7 separate regions of the Mus musculus genome follow, and all the other regions are linked to region 2. The links are chromatin contacts, called in public Hi-C, HiChIP or PLAC-seq, Micro-C and promoter capture Hi-C maps. All regions are on one chromosome and are shown on one strand. Each heading gives the region's core, a stretch centred on a gene start, on an enhancer-like site or on the middle of the called end of the contact. The rest is flanking DNA. Distances are from core to core; before and after follow the strand shown.

Region 1 (2,700 bases), core at 147-2,646, 280 kb after region 2:
CACCCCTCCTAACACTGTTACTGCTTTCTTTGCCTGTTGGCTTAAGGGCATCAGAAGCCCAAAGAGGCCATGGGAAAGTCTGAGCTTCCACTTCAGTGTAATGTTTGTTGTGGCTCCTGGCAGGAGCACTTGCCCCTCTGGAACCAAAACTTCTAGGGCAGCAGAACCTAAGGTCTTGAGAACAAGAAGCAAGAATTTTCCTAGTGGTTCCTAGGGGCGATAGTGTGTGAAACTATTTCCTCTTTTGCTCCTTGATTCCTGGATCCATGAATCCTGGCTATGGGAGAAAAACATATCATATATTGGACATTGATTTAAGGCATAAACTGCCTTCTAGAGTGCCCTGAATTCTGAAGATTTAACACAGCATGGCGACTCTACGTAATGATCCTGTGTCATGCACTTGGGATTTGGGGACAGTAGATCTAAGTGGCCTCACTACCTGCCCCAATGCAAGCGGTAACTCTTGTTGAGTATGACAGCTATTTGCTGATTCGCTGTGCAGTCACTTCAAAGTGTATATGTGACTCAAGTCACCCTTCTGTACACCTGGAAAGCACACATTGTCAATTACATCTCAGAAAAGCTGGGTGAAAAACAGACACAACTGAAATATAGGTTGAAACTAATGAAAAACAACTATTTGTAGGAGGCAGGAAGAGAAGACTTTTCTACGTATGTTCCATTTGGACATGGGTCACACAAATGTATTATCTATGTAAAAAAATCAAATAAATACAGTTCAGAAGTGTAGAGCACTATGGAATAGAATGTGGAATAGAATGTGGTGTGATTAACTTCGCTTTGGTTCCCTCCTTGACGGTGTTTTCATAGTGTGTGAACCCGAGTGTCCGTCTGCAGAAGGACATTAGAGAGTTGTGCTCTGGGATATTCTTTGTTCCAGTGAGCTAAAGGCAGCAGGTTGGATGTGGGAGGAGCCTGGAGAATGGGGACCAGGAGCAGTGGCAGTATCAGTCTCCTACCTTGCAGCCATGAATGCTACTCTGCCAACTAAGTAAGTCAGGGGCTGATATCTGAGGAAGATAGCTTCCTGACTTGGGGTTCCTCCAACTGCCTTGCAAATCTAAGAGTTTGCCATTTGATTTTTCAAGTTATTTTCCAGCCTGTTAATTCTGGATATCATTTTTGTTTTCCTTGGTCACATACATGGTGGCTTCTCCTAACAGTGCAGTGGTTCTCAACCTTCCCTATGCTGCGACCCTTTAATACAGCTCCTTATGTTGTGGTGAGCCCCCCAACCATACAATTATTTTCGTGGCTACTTTATAACTGTAATTTTGCTACTGTTATAAATCACAGTGTAAACACCTGTGTTCTTCTGAAGGCCTTAGGCAACCCCCGTGAAAGGCGAAAGGGTCCTGACCTGCCAAGGGGTCATGACTCACAGGTTGAGAGCCACCACTGTAATCGGAGAACAAAAGATCCTTTGTTCACCCTGTTACATTGTTTCACTCTGACAAATATAATTTACAATGAGTGTTATCTGCAAATAGTCTCCATTTAACATACCACTGTGCAGTTGGGTTCTGCTTTCTTTCTAACTCACCCTGGCTTTTTGCTGGCTGGTAAGGTTTTCTTTATGAAGCATCCCCACCCCCACCCCCAGTGGCTTTATGTGTGAGGGTGTGGCATTACCTTCTTGGGTTAATCCACTGATTAGATCATGCAGAATGAGCCATTATGACGTAACCTGTCTAATTAGAGGCAGATTATTTGGAGTGTCTAATAGAAAGGCCTATCATGCCCGTTCCTCCCCTCCTGTTCTCTCTTTGTCTCTCTATCTCTCTGTCTCTGACTGTTTCCCTCTCTCCCTCCCCCTCTCTCTCCCTCCCTCAGCCCTGTCCTGCCCTCCCCACCCTGACACTTCTACCTTACCACAGTCCCACAACAACAGGGGCCAAGCAAACATGAATGGCTTTAGTCATGACCCAAACCAATCCTTCTTCCATTAATTCTGTATCTCAAATATTTGCCACAGCCTCGGTGTTCTGAGGGACCCATGAAGAGGGAGGTGTTTGTTAGGACAGGACCCTTCACTGAAGACTTCAGGAATCCTTCTGTCCAGGTGGTGCTCACTCGGCCTGTCTTGTCATTGTCATTGTCGATGGCAGGGCTCCCGGCCTCAACCCCCACAGCCATCCTTTTGTCAGTCACAGTGGGTGTCCTTCATCCAGAGCTTTCGGGAACTCTCTCTCCCGCTGGCTGCCTCTTTACATTTCCTTTGATTTGTCTGCTGCCTCATCCTGCTCCTCCGTCTTTTACAGGATGGGGGAAGAAAACTGAGGCTCCTGACTGTGGGAGGTGCTAAATGACCCAGAGGCCTAGGATTTGACTTTTTCAGGGTATCTCTGTTTCTCATCGGAAGATGTTTTGATTTTCCACTTTCTCTTCTGAAAAGCCACGATTTCCTCTCGTCAAGGCTCTGTTTCTTACAAACATCCAGACCTGGAGCTCAGCCTCCCTCGGAGCCCCAAGCCTCCTTCCTCCGGTTCATCCGCATCCTCCTGTGTGCCTGCCTGTCCACAGGTGCATTACTGTTGCCTTTGGAAACACCAGTTGCTCAGGACTTGGGACTTGCTCTCGGCTCTGCATCCTGGTGAAGTCTTTTGTCTTAAACAGAACTACAGTTCACTTATTTACTTTGAACCACAGAAATGTTTAGCAGGAAACACGGTGACA
Region 2 (2,700 bases), core at 82-2,581:
CGCGGGGGCCGAGGTGCTGTAGGCTGTTGGCTGAGAGGATGAGAGTAGAGAGGGAGCGCAGAGGGACAAAGGTGGCCGCGTGGCGCAGAGAGGGTTGCAGCTCGTTGGCCGAGAGATTGAGGAATCGAAGCTTACCCAGCTGGCTGAAGGCGTTCTTGCCCAAAAAACGGATCCGGTTAGATTCCAGGTGTAGGTAGAGCAGGTTGCCCAGGGGAGCGAAGACCGCGTCCGGCAGCGCTCCCAGCACGTTCCCGTCCAGCCGTAGCTTGACCAAACTCTCCAGGCCCTCGAAGGACCCGCGACTCAGGCGTCCAATCTCGTTGCCGTTGGCGTAAAGGATGCGCAACTTGCGCAGCGGAGCCAACGTGCCAGGAACGAGCGCCTGCAAGAGGTTGTTCCCCAGGTACAGCTCCTCTAGTCGTGAGAGCTTCTCGAAGGTCTTGGGGTGGAGAGAACGGATCTGGTTGTACTGCAGATCCAGCCGTCTGAGCTGCCCCAGACGGTGGAAGTCGAAGGCGGTGATGTTGGTGATGAAGTTGCCGCCTAGGCTGTAGGTGAGCACGTCCTGGGGACTAGGCAGCGAGCTGGTCTTGGGTACAGCGCGAAGTCCCCTGTTGGTGCATAGGAGATGTTGGGGGTGCTGGCAGTCGCAGCGCTCCGGGCACACGGACTCGGCCCGCGGCGGGAACGCCAGGCAGCCGCACACCACGAGCCAGAAGCGCACGGCACCCACACCCTCCATCGCCGCCCGCCCAGCGCGCTGCGGCCGGATCGTCTTCTGGGCCGGCCGGCTCTGTGTCTCCTCTGCATTCCCCTCGGCCGGGCCTGAGTCGCTAAAAAGGCCTCTTTCGTACTTCGCTGGTGCTCCGTCCAGCCCTTCCTCTTTGTCCCGGTGGCTCGCCCGGGTCTCCGCAGGCCAAGTTCGCGGAGCCAAATCAGAAGGCGCTGGGCGCTCGGCGAATCTGGGGTGCTACTTGTTGCATTTCTGCAGAAAACTGTTTCTTCGGGTGAGCGTCGGGGGCGGGAGGAGCGAGCAAGAGTTGGTGCTTTTTGTTTGCTCTGGAGTCCGGAGAGCTGGATTCCCTGGCGCGGATTCTCCCCGCCAAACGGATTCCCCCGCTGCAGGCGGGATCCCTTCCAAGAGCTGCTGGGGTGCGGCTTGGCTGCAGAGTACCGGCCGCTAGGCCCACGTCTCCGGCGCCTGCCCGCTCGCGATCCGGGGGGATTGGGAGTGCAGCCGGAGTGAGCAGCCTGGGGGACGCGCAAGCAGCGTCCGGAAGGGACCCATGTCGGCGTGGAGCGAGCAAACCGGCGGAAATTCGTTCTTCCCACACTCTGCCCCCCGGGGGATGCAGGCGGAGAAAGAGGAGACGGCGGAGGCAGGACAGACCCCGGCTGGGGGAGGAGGAAACACTAAGTGGCTCCGCGTCTGGTCAGCCCTAGCCCGGACGCCAAGTGAGAAAAGTAGGGATTAAAAACAGCTGTACGGGTCGGCGCGCAGGCTGGGGGCGGGGGTGGATTACCGGGCGAGCAAACGGGGATTGCAGACAGAGACCTTTTTATTTTAGGCCGGTTCGCCGGCGGCTTCGGCGCAGAGGCAGGGCGCCTACATTTTACCTACTCTTCTCTTCCCGGTGCCACCCTGCAAGATGTTGAGACAACACGGAATTCCCTGGCATCGTGCTCCAAGTTTAGGGGAACACAAGATTTCCTGGCAAGGCCATCAGTGGACTGTTGACAGGACTGTTGCTCAGTCCTTTTAAAGTGTTTGGGTTTCTGGTGTCCTTTGCTCATGTCCAAGGAGAGGCACCGCCTCTTTTAGGTTCCTAAACCGAATTATCTGCCGGTTCTCGCTCTGGGAAAACCTCTGAAGAAAGCTCAGAAGTGGAACTGTTACAGTGACTGTGACACGGACAGACTTGGCTATTCAGCTAGATTAATTCTCCTGCAGTGTTAAAGCCCTTCAAATAGCCTCGGAACCCGGGCCTGTATACAATACGCTGCACAGAGCCTTTGGAGATTGCTTCTTGAGGGGCCCGCCTACTTTGTGCCAGAGCTTATAGCAATCTTGAACGTTTTCAGGCTCCAAGGTGCTCAGGCTTAGATTTCTTGGGGGGTGCCAGGTGTCGGATATTAACTTTTATTATTAATACACAATAGTGCACCATTTTATCCGGGGTTCCCTTAGGGCCAGTGTCTGATAAGAATGAAAACAAGCAAGAGATAGCTGTTGCTTATTATTTGTTCATGCAAAGCAACATTTTGAAAGTAGCCCTTCAGGATTTACTGTGTGCTAGCAGTGTGGAAAATTAGAGCCCATATCCTGGCTTCAGGGGGCTGACTGTCTGTATGGGAAGAGAGGCACACTGACAGATCACATTAGGAAACTGAGCAAGGAAGAGGAGAAATCTGCAAAGATTCAAATAGTTTAGTCACTCTGTTATGTCATTTTCTTGTTGAGCAGTTTATCAAGGGGAGTGATGGAGCCATGTGCTGAACCTGGCAGGGTGGTAAGTGAAGACTTCATGGGTACAACAGCGACCCCAATTTGGTGGGAGATGGGTTTTGGACTAAAACAGGTAAGTCTGTAGTGAAGTACACCCAGTTTACTGTGTTTTGCTTTGAGCTTCGAATAAAAGGCAACTATGGAGACACAAGTGTTTGTTTTACTAAAATGAAACAAGGAGTTTACTTTTCAGT
Region 3 (2,700 bases), core at 7-2,506, 430 kb after region 2:
GACAAGAGAACGTTAGAGGAAAGCAAGCAAACAGGGCCCCTGTGTTTATTCTCTCTACCCTGGACTGGGGATGTGATTCCTCAAAATTTCTGCCTTGGTGTCCCCAAAACAATGGACTATAACCTGGTATTGTAAGCTAAGTACGTCCTTTCTTCCCTAAGATTCTTTTGATCAGGAATTAGTCACAGAGACAGAAATGAAACTAGAAAAGTTATAATACTTTAAAAATAGCAGTAAGTTTTAGGGAAGCTGTGGTCATTGGAGTCCTCCTACACTGCTGGTGGGAACTGGAGTGGGATGGTCTCTGTGAACAGCAGCCTAGCAGCTCCTTAGAAATCAAACAAATTACCCCATGGCCTAGCAACTCTGTGAGTAGGTACATACCCTGAAGAATTAAAAACAGGTGCTGAGGCCATCACCCCACACAGATGTTCACAGTGTTCATGTTCACAATAGCCCAGAGGAGGAAGCAACTTAAATATCCACCCACAGATGAGTGGATAAGCAAGTGTGGATATACACATGTGTGGAATACTGCTCGCTCCTGAAAATAGAATGATATTTAAATAGACGATACAACATGCATGGACCTCGGAGAGTTGCACAGTTTACAGCTGCTAACTTTATGTCCTATGAATTTTGTCTCAAGCCAATAAAGGAAAGCAAGCCTTCCGAAGCTAAAGCAGGCATATAACTCCCCATCCAGGCAAATCCTCATGACTCAAAAGAGATCTCGGCTCAGGTTACAACCACCTATGAAGTTATATTGGTATGCGTGGGAGGGAGGGTGGAGATGAGCCATCCAAATAGGATTATAGGCTGTGCAGGGCCAACTGCAACCTGATCTGTACACTCTGGGCTCAGGATGTTTATCACGAAGGTGGCTTGGCTGTCTGTCCTAGCTGCTCCCACTTACCAGTGTTTCAAAAGCTCATTTATTTAGCTCCATGCTGTATCATTTATAACAATAATGTTTCAGCAACTGCATGATCCCTCACTGGAGTCTCTCTGGGAGCTTTTACACACAGCCAGCTTCCAGTGTGTACCCAGTGGGTTTCTGCTTCAGATCTGGTCTCTGGACCCAGAAGGCATGAGGGTATATTGTACCCAAGTTCACCTGAAAGAATTTATAGGTCACTTTAAGACAGTAATACAGGAAACGGAGAGATGGCTTGGCAATTAAGGACTCTTGCTGCTCTGACAGAGGTCTGAGCTCTGTTTCCAGCACACACATGGTGATTCATAACCATCTGTAACTTCAGTGTCAGGAAATCCAAACCCACTTTTCTGCCGCTGTGGACACCGAGCATGTATATGGTACACAGACAGACGTGCAGGCAAAGCATGCAGATGTGTGAAACAAAAGTTAAAGTCCTTTAAGTCAGCAATATAAATATTCATTTCTTTCTGTGTGCCTTGCCAGCTCAGATTTTCCCTGACGATTCCCTCTCGTTAAGCCCCGAGTATTCAATCGTCATTGAATTCCTAGCAAAATCATCCAAGAGCTGTGAAGTCTCAGCTCTGGAGCGGCTGAGAACATTTCCATTCCCATCTCATTGTCCAGTGCATGTCATGTGGCCAAGCTTAGCAGGTTCCCAGTCTAGAAGACCCTCCCTTGTAGAGAGGCAGGAATCATCATTTGGGGATACAGTACCTCTGCCCTTATTTCTAACATGCTGACTAACCATGCATGCTTACCCAGCAAAGTTCCAGGTTTCCAGTATCTCAGAAATGTAGAGAAAAACCATCACCATGAACATATTTTATTTATTCTCCTGGGGAAGGTAATATATTTATTAAAATGTGATTCCTCAAAGCCCCATTTTGGGTTCCTGAGTATCTCGTCTGGGCACTTCCTGGGGGCATGTGGCAATGGGTTAAGAACTCCAGCGTGTGAATATTTCCCTTCTACTTAAGGAATATTTTGAAGGCAAATAGGAGGGTTCCTGTCATCTGTCGGACACACATTTGTTTGCCTGTGAGCATGAGTTAATAAGGCTGTCCACAGCAACATGAAACTTGAGCCAGGAGAGAGGCCTGCTCAGGAGGAAGTGGGTGTGATGAGAGTTCTTAGAACACTGTGGCATTAAAAACAGTGGTCTCCCAGGATGTCAGAAACTAATCCTAAGACCTAGAAGTGTGCTTCCCATTAGAAAAGGGGCCTTGAAAATGTAATCACATTAAGGATTCAATTCTTAATTCATTTTAATTCATCTTAAATCATGCCTGTGTGTCTGTGCATAGGAATGCAGATACCCAGAGGGGCAGGTAGATCACATTCCCCTGAGATTGTTACAGGAGTCGTGAGCCACCTGACGTGGGTGCTGGGAACCAAACTTGGTCCTTTAAAGAACAACACATGCTCTTAACAGATGAGCCATCTCTCCAGTCCCCACATTAAAGATTTTGAGAGGAGGAGATTGTCTTGCTTTATCTAAGGGCCATCAAATACCACTATAAAGATCTTCCTAAGAGCAACACAAGTAACAAGCCCAGAAGAGAAGATAGCCTGGAGAAAAAGAGTTCTGGAAGCCCCAGAGGGATGCAAACAGAAGCCAAGGACAGCAGGTAATCAAGAAAAGTTTGTGCCTAGAGCCTCTAGAGCAATGATTCTCAACCTGTGGGTCTCGACCCCTTTGGGACTGTGTGACCCTTTCACAGGGGTCAACTGAGATCATCGGAAAACACAGATATTTATAG
Region 4 (2,700 bases), core at 143-2,642, 310 kb after region 2:
TAATGGAGCAGGCCAGGATCTCTGGGTTCAGAGACAGAATACAAAAGCAATTCCTAAAATGCTGTGGAGTCGGTGCCTCAGAATAGTTCCCTAACTCTACTGTGTGAAGTCCATGGTTTGGTTCAAATTCAGGAAGAGAATAGAAGAGCTAAATTGGAGAGGGAACAGAGCCAGTCTCATTTGCATATGACTAATTTTGATCCTTCAGCATCTCCAGGAGATGATATGAGACAGGAGAGCTTAGAATCCGAAGATGACTGAGGGAACCCTTTAAGCCACACAGAGGGAGGTCTAGCTGGGTGTAGGGTCAGCTTGCCACATAGCAACATGGACAGTGTAAAGTGTGATGGGGTGACGAGAACACACTTGACTCCCTAACTTGGAAGTTAGTGTTTCCCATTTTTCAATATGGCCCAGTGTTCTTCTCCACACCTCATTAAGTAGAACTGTTTTGAGCTGAGGATTGTAACTCAGTAGCAGAGTACTTGTATAACACACACACACACACACACACACACACACACACACACACACACACACACACACGTAAAATAAAATGGAACTACTTTAGCTTTAATTTGGAGTGCATACCCAAAGCTTTCCCTGTGGATTTTAACGCGATGGATGAGACGATAAAGCAGGGTTGCAGACACACAGGCATGCACACAGCCTGGTCTGTGGCTCAACATCATCCATAGGATTTTGGAGACCCATGCATGCTATGCTCCAAATCTCACCCTCCCTAGAAAGGGAAGCATGGAACATGTCTGCTTTTTACCTTAACTAAAAGGGGATGAGCTGGATTCCTTGGAGGGTTTAAGTAAGTGTTCTCTGCAGTTGGGGGACATGGAGAACTGAGACATGGCTTACTGTAGAAATCCCAAGAAACAAGCTGCTCCCAGAGTGCGGATCCTGGGAGAGACTAGGTAGATAAGTGCACTAGGATAGAGGAAATGACTGTTTCCAGAGGAGCCCAGATGACGGGAGATTGCAGGGATGACTCGCTAAGTCACCCTGGATTCTGTCAGGAGCTGCTTGGCAGCACAGAACCACCAAGAAAACCTCTGCACTACAGCAGCTAAAGAAGATAGCTTGTAGCCAGCAGCCAGCCATGCTGACCTACCACAGGCAGAAGGGTCTGGTGACTTCCGGGCTTTGGCTTCTCTGGAAGCCCTTCTCCCTACCCAGAAGCTCTGTTCTAGCACCACACTCATCCCAGAGACCCAGAAGAGCCTGAGACTGGATTGCAGGACCAGGAGTCACTGTGGAAGAGCGTAGGAGGAGAGAGAACTCTCCCGACCCTAACAGGTGGAGCTCAGAACTGAGAGAAGTTAGCTTCAAGCCAGTTAAGTCATAGCGGAGTGCAGTTACTGCCCAGCTTCTGACTCTGAAAGTCCTGAGAGGGCTGGAGCATAGCTCACTGCTGTGTCACATGGTTAGCACATGAAAGGCCTTGGCTTCTACCTCTAGAACAAAATAAGCAAACAAATATCTATGAGACATGGGTTTTGCCCTTAATGTCTTTCAGGTAAAAATTAACCTGAAACAAATTGAAAGACATAGTAAAAGATAAAAAAAAAAACAAAAACAAAAACCAAAACAAAGTTTCTTTCAGTCAATGATTTTTGCTCCTTCAAAAATCATTTTGCAGACATTAAAAGATTCTGAAAGCCTTGGAATACTCATATCCAGCAAATATTTGTGAGATTCTCTATGCAGGCAACACTTATCAGGTGTAAGGGATAAAGAATGTCCCTCTCCTGGCTATCTACCAGCTCTATCCCTCAACCCCAGAGTAATTTAGCACCTTGGATTCCTTAAACCTACTGTAGCAACGGTAAACTTCACTTTTACAGCGTTGTCACCTGTCCCGATTGCTCACAAAGCCCATGATTTGAGAGAACAATATTACGTTTATTAACCTTGCCACCATGATGAGGTAGAAAGGTGAGTCCATGGCTGGGTGGGTTTGAGACGTTAGGTGACCAAGGCCACTGCAGAATTCAGTATTTGGTTTGCATGGCACCAAATAAAATTGGATCAAGCTGATGGTGGAAACCACATTCTCTGTTGGGAAAGAATTGCCAGGCTCCAAGTTTAGTCTGCTGAATAAGAAAGCACGGAGACCTTGTATCTCAGTCTCTCCTCCCTTTCCTCTTCTCCCCCCCCCCCCCCCCCCCGCTTTGCTTTCTTCTCTTCTCTTCTTCTTCCTCCCCATTCTCCTTTCCTCTCTTTTTTTCCCCAATCCAAAGACCTTTTAACACATAGTTACTTGAACCATTTTTTAAATTGGTTTTCTGTATTTCATATCTATTAATGCTTACCGCTAGGTGGACAAGATAGAGAATTAGTGTCAGACAGACACTACAAATGTTATTGTGCTGCAGTCATCTTTCTGTCCCTTCAGCACTTGTGAGGGCACTACTGTGTGAGTCTTCATAGATTTAGCCAATATTTAGTCAACTTAGTCAACATGGTGTCACCCAATAAACCATTAGTCCCTAGACTGGTCTGTGTCTTAAGAGGTAGGCATTAAAACTTAGTATTGCTTTATTGGTCTTTTTTGGGGGGGGGTGCTTCAAGCTTAAGACCCATGGCCAGGAAAAGTGTCTTCTGGGTAGATAATAATTACTAGCTCTTAAAAATGAAAGTACTGACATCACATGGAGGGGTATTAATTAAATGACTTGTTTGATGAAT
Region 5 (2,754 bases), core at 98-2,597, 330 kb after region 2:
CTCCTCCTCATCTTCCTTACCAGCATTAAGCCTTCAGATAAGGCAAGAAAAATGGTCAGCCATTTGGGCAGTGTGCCCTTCATAATAGAACATGGTCCAGCTAGAGATATTTTTCTCATTTTTTTTATTACCCATCTTCCTTGAGCTCTTTTTTTTTAATCGGGTGTAAATTATTGGTTTGCAACTTTTCTGAAATTGCTCTAAGAAGATCAATAGAAAGTGGGGAGGAAAGAGGACATAATTTCTCCACCTTCATTTCTCTGAAAGCCAGCCACTCTCGACTTGCGTTTGCTTCCTGCCACATTGGTAATAATTAATGCAGCGTGCACACTTCATCTGCAGGAGCTTATCAAGGAATAAGTGCATTCAATCATTGTTTGGGTACCCATAAAGCATTGTACTATTAGACTGGTTGGTCGGCAAGCCTCTGCAATAAAGAAAATGGGTTGATTGAAGCAGATAATATGGTTTCCTCTTGTTACATTTTAAGACAGGGACTGTTGCTGTTCAGAAAATGAATTTTTTTTTTTCTCAAAGGCCCCACTGATAGTTTCTGTGGTTTCTCTTTTGGAATTTCCCACTGTTCACAGCGAATGTGCCTCACCTTCAGCGGCTATTTTCATATGAGGTTAGGTTTTTATTTATTTTTTAATGCTGTGATCAGACCAGACAATAACGCCTCAAAAGTAAACATATTCTAAATGTCTTTATGCCCTAAACCAGAAGCTTATGAGGTTGCCACAGGAGCCTGTGTCGTGTTTTATCATGTGCTCTAACCCATTTCCTATTAAAATGGACAATTCTGGCTCTGCCTGTTTTGACACCATAAAGGCACACCAAGATGTTTGATAGTCTCTTTTTTTCAAGACGAGCTTGCCCTCGTGGTCCAGTGTCATGTAGTGAAGTACTTCAATCTTGGCTAATGTAATATGGTCCAAGGGTCATACATATTCAACAGGTCCCTTTAATCCAGTGTTACTGAACTGAAAGAGTTTGTGCCAGCACTGAAGTCAGACTGGGTGGTTTCTGTGTGGGGTACTGGAAACCAACCATTACTCCAAGAAACTGCCACAGCTGGAGTTTCTCAGTCTCTGGGACAGTCTCTCCTGGAAGGGGTAATACTTATTTCACTTAATAAGAATTAGTTCCTGAAGGTAGTCTTTCTGAAACTGGGTTTTAGAACTCAGTCTTAGTTAGCAGTTCACCTTGAGGAGGCAAATTGTGTTCTTTGACACTGTGTGTGTTTGTGAATGCTTAAGAAAAGTCCAGAAATCATTTAATATTTCTACCCATGTAGTTTAAATTCTTAGAAATTTCAAAAATGCAATTCGGTGAATACATGAAGAAAAGAAAATTGGTCTGTAAAACCGAGTCCTTGCCCCTGCTCAGAGCCCAGCATGGTAGAGGGTGGGCTCAAAGATTCTATGATTGCATCTATAAAGAGCAGAGGTGCAGACCAAGGTCTGCTGATGTACTTGGAGTCAGGATAAACACTTATTACAATAGGCAATTACTCAGGATAAATGTTTATTCATCATCTCAGTCTAACCCACCCTCATTTAATGGTGACAGTTGGGAATCAACTTGCTGTTTTGGCTGGTGGGCCTGCAGCTTTCCCTTCAGTACCGAGTGGAACAGAGCCAGAGCTGTGAAAAATGCAGAATATCAATGATCCTCCTCCCTTTGTGTAGTGTGTTCGTCTAGTTTATAGAAAGTAAGTAAAGATTTACCGAAAAAGTAGATGTGCAGTCACGCAGGTTCAGGTGTGGCTGTAGTGTTTTCTGTGATCCAAGTGGTGACAGAAGACACCTGCCAGGGTCCCACAGGGCACAGAAGACACTCAAATGCAGTGTTGAAGAGAAGTTGATGAAGGATCTGATGACGGGTGTAGGCAGGTTTAGAGGGCCAAGGGAATTTGAGGCATCCAGGTGTGCTCAACAGTGAAAGGCCTGTGGGGAGGAATAGGCAGCAGGAGAGAACTGTTTGGGAGCCTGGGGATGCCTAGAGCCCCTGGAGAATAGCATCATAGAAGCTCACATCTGGTGCCTACATTGCCGCACATTGCCATGAGAATACTGCAACAAACACAGGCGTCTCTCCTTGCCTTGCAGCCCACTGAGAGAAGATAGCTGGAAGCTAGAGATGATAGGGCCAAGCAGTGTACATGTGAGGTCAATGCAGTGCAGCTAGTGAGGTCAGTGCAGTGCAACTAATGAGGTCAATACAGTGCAGCTAGTGAGGTCAATGCAGTGCAATACAACTAGTGAGGTCAGTGCAGTGCAGCTAGTGAGGTCAGTGCAGTGCAGCTAGTGAGGTCAGTGCAGTGCAGCTAGTGAGGTCAGTGCAGTGCAGCTAGTGAGGTCAATGCAGTGCAGCTAGTGAGGTCAGTGCAGTGCAACTAGTGAGGTCAGTGCAGTGCAGCTAGTGAGGACAATGCAGTGCAGCTAGTGAGGTCAGTGCAGTGCAGCTAGTGAGGTCAGTGCAGTGCAGTGCACCTAGTGAGGTCAGTGCAGTGCAGCTAGTGAGGACAATGCAGTGCAGCTAGTGAGGTCAGTGCAGTGCAGCTAGTGAGGTCAGTGCAGTGCAGTGCAGCTAGTGAGGTCAATGCAGTGCAGCTAGTGAGGTCAGTGCAGTGCAGCTAGTGAGGTCAGTGCAGTGCAACTAGTGAGGTCAGTGCAGTGCAGCTAGTGAGGTCAGTGCAGTGTAGTTAGGTCAATGCAGTGTAGGTAGTAAGGTCAGTGCAGTGCAGCTAGA
Region 6 (2,700 bases), core at 26-2,525, 360 kb after region 2:
AGCTATGTCCTTGGGAGGCTCTTATCCCTAAACACCATACATCTGGAGCTCAACTACTAAAACCAACCCCCACCCCCACCCCACCCCACCCCACCCCATCCCACCCCCACCCCCGCAAAACCACAGGCAAAGTCACTGAGGAAGTGTTGGAGTTAATGGCCTAAAAGAATTGCCACTTTTGAATTCACTTAAAAACAACAAGGAAGCCACATTTGAATATTAAGTCAGAAGTGTGTGAAATGTGAGCCTGGAGCTGACAGGTTCAAAAGCCAACCGTTATGGGACTAGTCTGATTTTCTTTAGTAAGAGACCAAAAGCAACCATGCAGTTGATGCTGGAATGACAGCTCTCCCAGGAGCCCTCCTCCAGTGGGAGGTCAGGTACTCAGAGCTTGTGCTGATTATTCTAAACAGGAGCTTGGGACCTCACACCCTTGATCTGTAGAACTGCCAAAGTCAAATCACCTGACGGGAATAGGATAGTAGTTATTCTTTGATCCTATCCCAATCTGTGAGTCATAAAAGTAGCCTGTGTGCAATTTGTCAAACCCCATAGATCCTGCTTATGTACACAGATACCTGGCTCCCTGCTTTGGGGCCCCACACACCTTGTCTTTGGGTTACCATGGTGCCATTGGCCAAGCAGTGAATTTTAAGATAATATTTTATTAGCAAGGCAAAGCCTTCACATGGTAGCTAGAGGTGAGGTTGGAACCAGGAAGTCATCTATAGTACCAGTAACCTGCTGCTCATAGCTGGGGGACATGGCAGTAGCCAGGCTGATACTGCTTATTCATTATGTACTGGCCAGAGGCAGTACTTTTAGAAGGGAGTGGACTGCAGAGCCCAATCTAGAGGGCTAGGATCCACCCATCTCAGTCCTAAGTCCTGTTTTTGAGTGGCTTCAGCACTCTGCTTGCATGACCTTTCCCATATTGCCCACAGGAACATGTTGACTTATCCCTATGTTGACAAGGTGAGTCAACTTTTGTTATGCAAGAATAAAATATTAGCTTTCTCAATCCTTAGACTCCAAGGGGAGCAAGGTGTCCCTTCTCTACCTCCACAAACCTCAGGGACCTCCACCACTGCCAAACAGGTTGACCCAGTGGGAGAACTCTCTCCTGTGCTGGAAAAGGCCCCTGGCTAGGGAGGGCCTCCAGTATGCATGGGACATTGCTGTAGAAGCAGATGCTACCGTGTCACTCCTCTGCTTGTGGAACCACCTTAAGAGTGGCATTCATTCGTGCATTTTGCTTGTGAAGTATGTTTGTTGAGTTAAATCAGGAAGTGAGACTTTCAGACGTTGTGACATATTTTATACCTCAAATGCGCCTTGGAGAATTATTCCCGTGGGTGTTTGATTAGCTAACCCTTTAAATGGTGTACAGGACCCTACTGAAAGCTAAGGTAGGAAGCTTCCTGGCTTTTGATTGGCTCTCATGTCAGCATCCGGAGAGATAGACACATGACCCAAGTGGTCCACTGGCTTCCCTTCCATTTTGGCAAACTCTGCTGCTCAGAGAGCATAGAGCAAGCCTCAGGAGTCTGAAGACCTTTTGGCTGAGAAAAGGCCACTAGCTAATGATGTCTGTCATGTCACTTCCAGGAGTGGAAGTGGCTGCCTGGCTTATTGTGCTTCAGAAGCCTTTCCCACTTCCTCTTCCAAACCATCCCTTAAGCTTCTGTTCCCAGTGTGTGGCTGGTGAGCCTGCATTTCTCTATGCCCAAGTGACAACTGCCCCAGAGGGTGAGTTTACGGGATCTGGGCTGCTGACATCAAGCACACTGTCCAGAAGTGCACCATGCCTGCATCCTTCTGTTCCATCAACAGCATCTCAGCTCCTTCTCATCCAGAATCCGCTTTGCCTCATTCCCTCATCTTACACACTCTCACAATCTCTGCTGTGTGTGAATAAACCACTGTCTTCCCTTCTCCCTGCTTCCCAGTGTCCCCTGCCTGGTCTCCCCTTTGGTGAGGTCAAGACAGTACCTCTGCCCTGGATGCGCTCAAGGATCTTCTGGAAATGTCTAGGAAAACAGATTTTGAAGACTCCTTCCAGATTCATGGAGTGGATTGTGCCCAGGATAGAGACTAGGAATCTATATTTTGTGACAGCTTCCAGTAAATTCTAATGGGATCAGACCCACGTGGGACTTTTCTAGCAACTGTGCTAGAAAGCCATTGACTTTGGGCCTGGACATCCAGATTTGAAACTTGATTTGGTCCTATTGTTGGTGTGACTTTCAGTGTCTTCAAAATGAGCTCTAACTTTGTTAGCACAAGTGAGTAAACCCTTGAGGGAAGAGTCAATGAGAACATGCTAGAATGTCTGATTTACAGCAAGCTCCAAGCAATGCCAGTGCCCTTGTTTGCTTTCTGTTGCTGTGATAAACACCATGACCAGAAGCAACTTGAGGAGGAAAGGATTTCTTTAGCTTAGAGTCATACTCTATCACTGAGGAAGTTGGGGTTGGGAACTCAAGGCAGGAATCTAGAGGCAGAACTAAAGCAGAGGCCATAGAGGAATGCTGCTTACTAGCTTGCTCTCCATGGCTCCCTGACCTGCTTTCTTTTACACCCCAAGACCACCTGCCCAAGGGTAGTACCAGTGGGCTGGGTCCTCCCATATCAATCATTAATCAACAACAACTAAGAAATATCCCCCAAAATGTTCATCATCCCTAGCAATTAGGGAAA
Region 7 (2,700 bases), core at 59-2,558, 510 kb after region 2:
TGGTTCAGTGTCCCCACTTTAAAACTAACCTCAAGAGTCAGTTTTGGTGGTATGCCAGAGTTTGAATCCAGTCTTAGTTACATAGTGAAATTCCACCAATAAAGAAAGGAAGGAAGGAGGAAGGGGGGCAGAGAAGGAGGGGAAAGGGGGAGGAGAGAGAAAGGGGCAGAGGGAGGAAGGGGGAGGGGAGTTCTCTAATCTCTGGTTAGAAACAAATCATTTCCAAATACACAGTGTATGTTCATCTTTCATTTTTTAATTGAATCCAAACTAAGACACCAACCAAGTCCTTGTATTTTCCTCTTCCCTACTGTATTGAAAGTCTCTATAAAATTCCTGCCTGCTTATCAAATCCTTATTGCAAGAGATCAGAGTTGGTTGGTGATCTGTCTCTCACCAGGCTTGTCCCGCAGAAAGTGCTCAAAGCAGACAAATTGCCTGGACTGCCTACCTTAGAGGCAAAGAAAGGGTCCTACTTGCATGTCTGCAAGCCTAGAGACCCCCAAAATCTCTTTCAAGTCGTAACTTCGCCTTAGTTAGAGAAATGTCTCCTCTAATACCGTTTTTGACAAATAACCACCGAGCTAAAGCACCTTGCACGGTGCTGGGGCCCATTGGTTCACCCTCTCAGTGGCTCTGGGCTGGAGTAATATGCTTGGATGGGTGTCGATGCGCGGTCGCCCAAACGCGAAAGATGCTTTGTAGCATAGGCACTTAGTTATGGTAAGAACCCAAGACTAACAAGCTGATAAGCTGGAATCAAACTTCCAACCCCGTTACTTCGAGATTGCCCTTCAGCATGCAATCCTGGACAACTGTTTAACCTCCGCAAAGCCATGGTTCCTTTGCAGGTCTGTTAGGAGCCATAGTGCCCAGGCCTGGGGCGGTCTGATGAGCAAGTGAGTTAACCCAAGTGAGTTGACCCAAGTGAGTTATAGTACTAGGATAGCGCCCGATGACAGCAACGACATGGTTCTCAACTCTTAGTCTTTTAGGTAAGGGCGCTTGAAACTCCCAAACAATGACAGAGTTTGAATCAGCTCTCCGAGTTAGAAAATTTGAAAGCCTTGGGACTCAAACCTCAGCGCAAGAACGGAACGCGAGCAGGGAGGCGGCGCAGCACAGCTTTTTCTCCAATCAGAGTCCGCAGGGCTGGAACCACGTTTGCAACCTCGTCCAATCTGGTCCCCAGAAGGGCGGGGACGCCTACCTGCACCTGTAGCCTGGCGGCCGCCTCCTGTCCCACCCTGACCCTCCCCTCCTCCTCAGTTCTGGTGTCTTCAGGCCTTTGGCCAACCACCAGCAAGTGGGCAGATGTCTCAGCGCGTTCCTACGGACGCTCAGGAAGGGTAGTGCGCCGGAGTCAGTAGCCCAGGTCCTGTCTAGCTGAGGCCAGAGAGCAGAGTGAACGGGAAGAAAGGACGCGCCCTAGAATGTGAGACTCCCACCGGGAAAGGCTGACCAGACTCACCCTGGGGCGGAGGATCTGACAGTCCCTGCCACCTGAGCGGACCGTGCTGCCAACCCCAGGTTGTTCCGACAGTGTGCGAGTGTCAGGGGTGTTGGGCGAGATCAGCAACAACGATTCCTGCATCTCTCCTAGTCAGCGATAAGGGACACCGCGACTAAGCTTCAGGCACCCGGAGACGCCCCCTCCGTGTTCTAGACAGCCCGCGCGGCGCAGCGCGGCGCCGCAGTGGCCCTGAAAGCCCCTACAGGTGAGTGAACCAGAGTCCCTCTGCGTCTCACAAGGCAGGCCCTGGCGCTACGAAGTCCCTGGAGAATGCTGTCTAGCGCTTTGCAGTGCCCCTCCTCCTGCTGCCAGAGGAGAGGCCCCCCCCAGAACAGTGATCTGCCTACTTTTGCATTATTTGCCATCTTTTCCTTGCGCAATTCTCACAAAGCCTTTCCGTACACACCAAGTTGGTCACTGTGGAAAAGAAAGTGTTGGGTGGCTGCCCACCACCATTAATAAATGCCTTGGGGTGCGGTGTTTTTCCGATCTGCAGAATAGGGAGTAAGACGTTTGTAGACCCCAACGTTGACGGTGCCTAAGGGTGTGGGCGCCTTTCTTAGGGAAAGAACTTTGAGCTGGTTCTGCTTTTACGGTTTTCAAGCCCCAGTCCGAGTGAGTCCTCAGGACATCCCCAGGGAGGAGATGGCGCCTCCCCGTAGGCGCAGAGACTTCCTCTACCAGGCAGTTCCGGGAGAACCTGCAACAACAAACGGCCGCACAAGTTTCCCTCCTGCGCACTGGCGAATCCCAGGAGCGCCGCGGTGCGTGGGCTGCGAAGCGGCGGAGCTGAAACCTAGAAATGGGCGGCGCGCGCGAGCCCTGCCCACTCGTGGTGGCCGTGTCCAGTAGCACGCTCACAGGAAGTGTGCCAAGAGTCTGGCTTGCACTATCAGGAGCGTCTGGGCTCCGTTATTCAATGGTTTTCTGGAGTTCCTGGTTGGGCGCTCTCCTTTGGAGGATGGAAAGGCAACCAGCAAAGAAAAGTACCAGAAGACTTTGTTTACAATAAGTAAAATCCTCAAGAGATAGAGAACTATGAAAGAAGGGTTGGGACCCGCGGCCTTCCAACAGTGTGGAGATTGGCTCTAGGGAGTTAAAGGAAGAGTGGGATGGCGGTTTCCAAGGGAAGTTAAGTCTAGACAGCCTCTGAAAATCACAAGGCAGAAGTGGTTTGAAGCAGTTTG

What was found. Promoter capture Hi-C pulls out the DNA fragments that hold promoters and counts their contacts. Hi-C and Micro-C count contacts between places; a contact is called where the count stands out from the background. HiChIP or PLAC-seq counts read pairs in DNA pulled down with a chosen protein or histone mark.
Region 1: a Micro-C map of embryonic stem cells shows a contact between it and region 2, with 2.4 times the contacts expected there. The contact joins the enhancer-like site here to the promoter of Tril in region 2. A contact is called at or near these places in 2 of 39 promoter capture datasets (the C10 cell line and cranial neural crest), 3 of 484 Hi-C or Micro-C datasets (cerebellum and embryonic stem cells) and 9 of 115 datasets of contacts at active chromatin or transcription factors (embryonic midbrain, embryonic stem cells, extraembryonic endoderm stem cells and 1 more).
Region 3: a contact with region 2 is called in an H3K4me3 HiChIP or PLAC-seq map of embryonic limb bud, with 5 times the contacts expected there. The contact joins the enhancer-like site here to the promoter of Tril in region 2. A contact is called at or near these places in 20 of 39 promoter capture datasets (the C10 cell line, the HPC-7 cell line, HPC-7-derived erythroid cells and 12 more), 13 of 484 Hi-C or Micro-C datasets (CD8 T cells, bone marrow-derived macrophages, cerebellum and 3 more), 17 of 115 datasets of contacts at active chromatin or transcription factors (craniofacial prominence, embryonic basal ganglia, embryonic forebrain and 9 more) and 4 of 9 other capture datasets (adipose tissue, liver, macrophages and 1 more).
Region 4: a promoter capture Hi-C map of liver shows a contact between it and region 2, with 2.7 times the contacts expected there. The contact joins the enhancer-like site here to the promoter of Tril in region 2. A contact is called at or near these places in 7 of 39 promoter capture datasets (cranial neural crest, embryonic stem cells, hippocampal neurons and 4 more) and 1 of 9 other capture datasets (adipose tissue).
Region 5: a contact with region 2 is called in a promoter capture Hi-C map of liver, with 4 times the contacts expected there. The contact joins the promoter of 9530036M11Rik here to the promoter of Tril in region 2. A contact is called at or near these places in 10 of 39 promoter capture datasets (cranial neural crest, embryonic stem cells, hippocampal neurons and 4 more), 1 of 15 datasets of contacts at CTCF or cohesin (embryonic stem cells), 13 of 484 Hi-C or Micro-C datasets (the AML12 cell line, the C2C12 cell line, cumulus cells and 7 more), 12 of 115 datasets of contacts at active chromatin or transcription factors (bone marrow-derived macrophages, craniofacial prominence, embryonic forebrain and 5 more) and 3 of 9 other capture datasets (adipose tissue, embryonic stem cells and liver).
Region 6: a contact with region 2 is called in a Hi-C map of bone marrow-derived macrophages, with 23 read pairs. The contact joins the enhancer-like site here to the promoter of Tril in region 2. A contact is called at or near these places in 6 of 39 promoter capture datasets (the C10 cell line, embryonic stem cells, hematopoietic stem and progenitor cells and 2 more), 2 of 484 Hi-C or Micro-C datasets (bone marrow-derived macrophages and cerebellar granule neurons), 9 of 115 datasets of contacts at active chromatin or transcription factors (craniofacial prominence, embryonic basal ganglia, embryonic forebrain and 5 more) and 3 of 9 other capture datasets (adipose tissue, liver and macrophages).
Region 7: a promoter capture Hi-C map of embryonic stem cells shows a contact between it and region 2, with 2.8 times the contacts expected there. The contact joins the promoter of Prr15 here to the promoter of Tril in region 2. A contact is called at or near these places in 15 of 39 promoter capture datasets (the 3T3-L1 cell line, the HPC-7 cell line, cranial neural crest and 6 more), 4 of 484 Hi-C or Micro-C datasets (embryonic retina and embryonic stem cells), 9 of 115 datasets of contacts at active chromatin or transcription factors (craniofacial prominence, embryonic forebrain, embryonic hindbrain and 2 more) and 3 of 9 other capture datasets (adipose tissue, embryonic stem cells and liver).

What each region holds. Positions count from the first base shown.
Region 1 is chr6:54,094,890-54,097,589 of GRCm38.p6, forward strand. All of the region lies in intron 1 of Chn2 (chimerin 2), which reads left to right. Among named protein-coding and RNA genes, the nearest start is that of 9530036M11Rik, 56 kb to the right of the region's middle. Within about 2 kb of position 1,397, at least 48 of the 459 cell types and tissues checked have an H3K27ac peak or open chromatin away from gene starts, as enhancers often do. A contact at or near this core is called in embryonic stem cells, extraembryonic endoderm stem cells and trophoblast stem cells, where this site is marked.
Region 2 is chr6:53,819,494-53,822,193 of GRCm38.p6, forward strand. It overlaps Tril (TLR4 interactor with leucine-rich repeats), which reads right to left and starts at 1,332. Exons shown (of 1, transcript NM_025817.4): 1 at 1-1,332. The coding sequence starts at 742.
Region 3 is chr6:54,248,270-54,250,969 of GRCm38.p6, forward strand. The region is part of intron 6 of Chn2 (chimerin 2); the gene reads left to right. Gm15527 (a long non-coding RNA gene) reads right to left here. Exons shown (of 3, transcript XR_003956307.1): 2 at 917-1,117. Among named protein-coding and RNA genes, the nearest start is that of Gm15527, 5.4 kb to the right of the region's middle. Within about 2 kb of position 1,257, at least 30 of the 459 cell types and tissues checked have an H3K27ac peak or open chromatin away from gene starts, as enhancers often do. A contact at or near this core is called in bone marrow-derived macrophages and embryonic limb bud, where this site is marked.
Region 4 is chr6:54,129,644-54,132,343 of GRCm38.p6, forward strand. The region is part of intron 1 of Chn2 (chimerin 2); the gene reads left to right. Among named protein-coding and RNA genes, the nearest start is that of 9530036M11Rik, 21 kb to the right of the region's middle. Within about 2 kb of position 1,393, at least 17 of the 459 cell types and tissues checked have an H3K27ac peak or open chromatin away from gene starts, as enhancers often do. A contact at or near this core is called in liver, where this site is marked.
Region 5 is chr6:54,151,099-54,153,852 of GRCm38.p6, forward strand. 9530036M11Rik (a long non-coding RNA gene) reads right to left here and starts at 1,348. Exons shown (of 4, transcript XR_869109.3): 1 at 1-1,348. All of the region lies in intron 1 of Chn2 (chimerin 2), which reads left to right.
Region 6 is chr6:54,178,741-54,181,440 of GRCm38.p6, forward strand. The region is part of intron 2 of Chn2 (chimerin 2); the gene reads left to right. Among named protein-coding and RNA genes, the nearest start is that of 9530036M11Rik, 28 kb to the left of the region's middle. Within about 2 kb of position 1,276, at least 28 of the 459 cell types and tissues checked have an H3K27ac peak or open chromatin away from gene starts, as enhancers often do. A contact at or near this core is called in bone marrow-derived macrophages and liver, where this site is marked.
Region 7 is chr6:54,325,593-54,328,292 of GRCm38.p6, forward strand. It overlaps Prr15 (proline rich 15), which reads left to right and starts at 1,309. Exons shown (of 2, transcript NM_030024.3): 1 at 1,309-1,718. The region is part of intron 4 of 9130019P16Rik (RIKEN cDNA 9130019P16 gene); the gene reads right to left.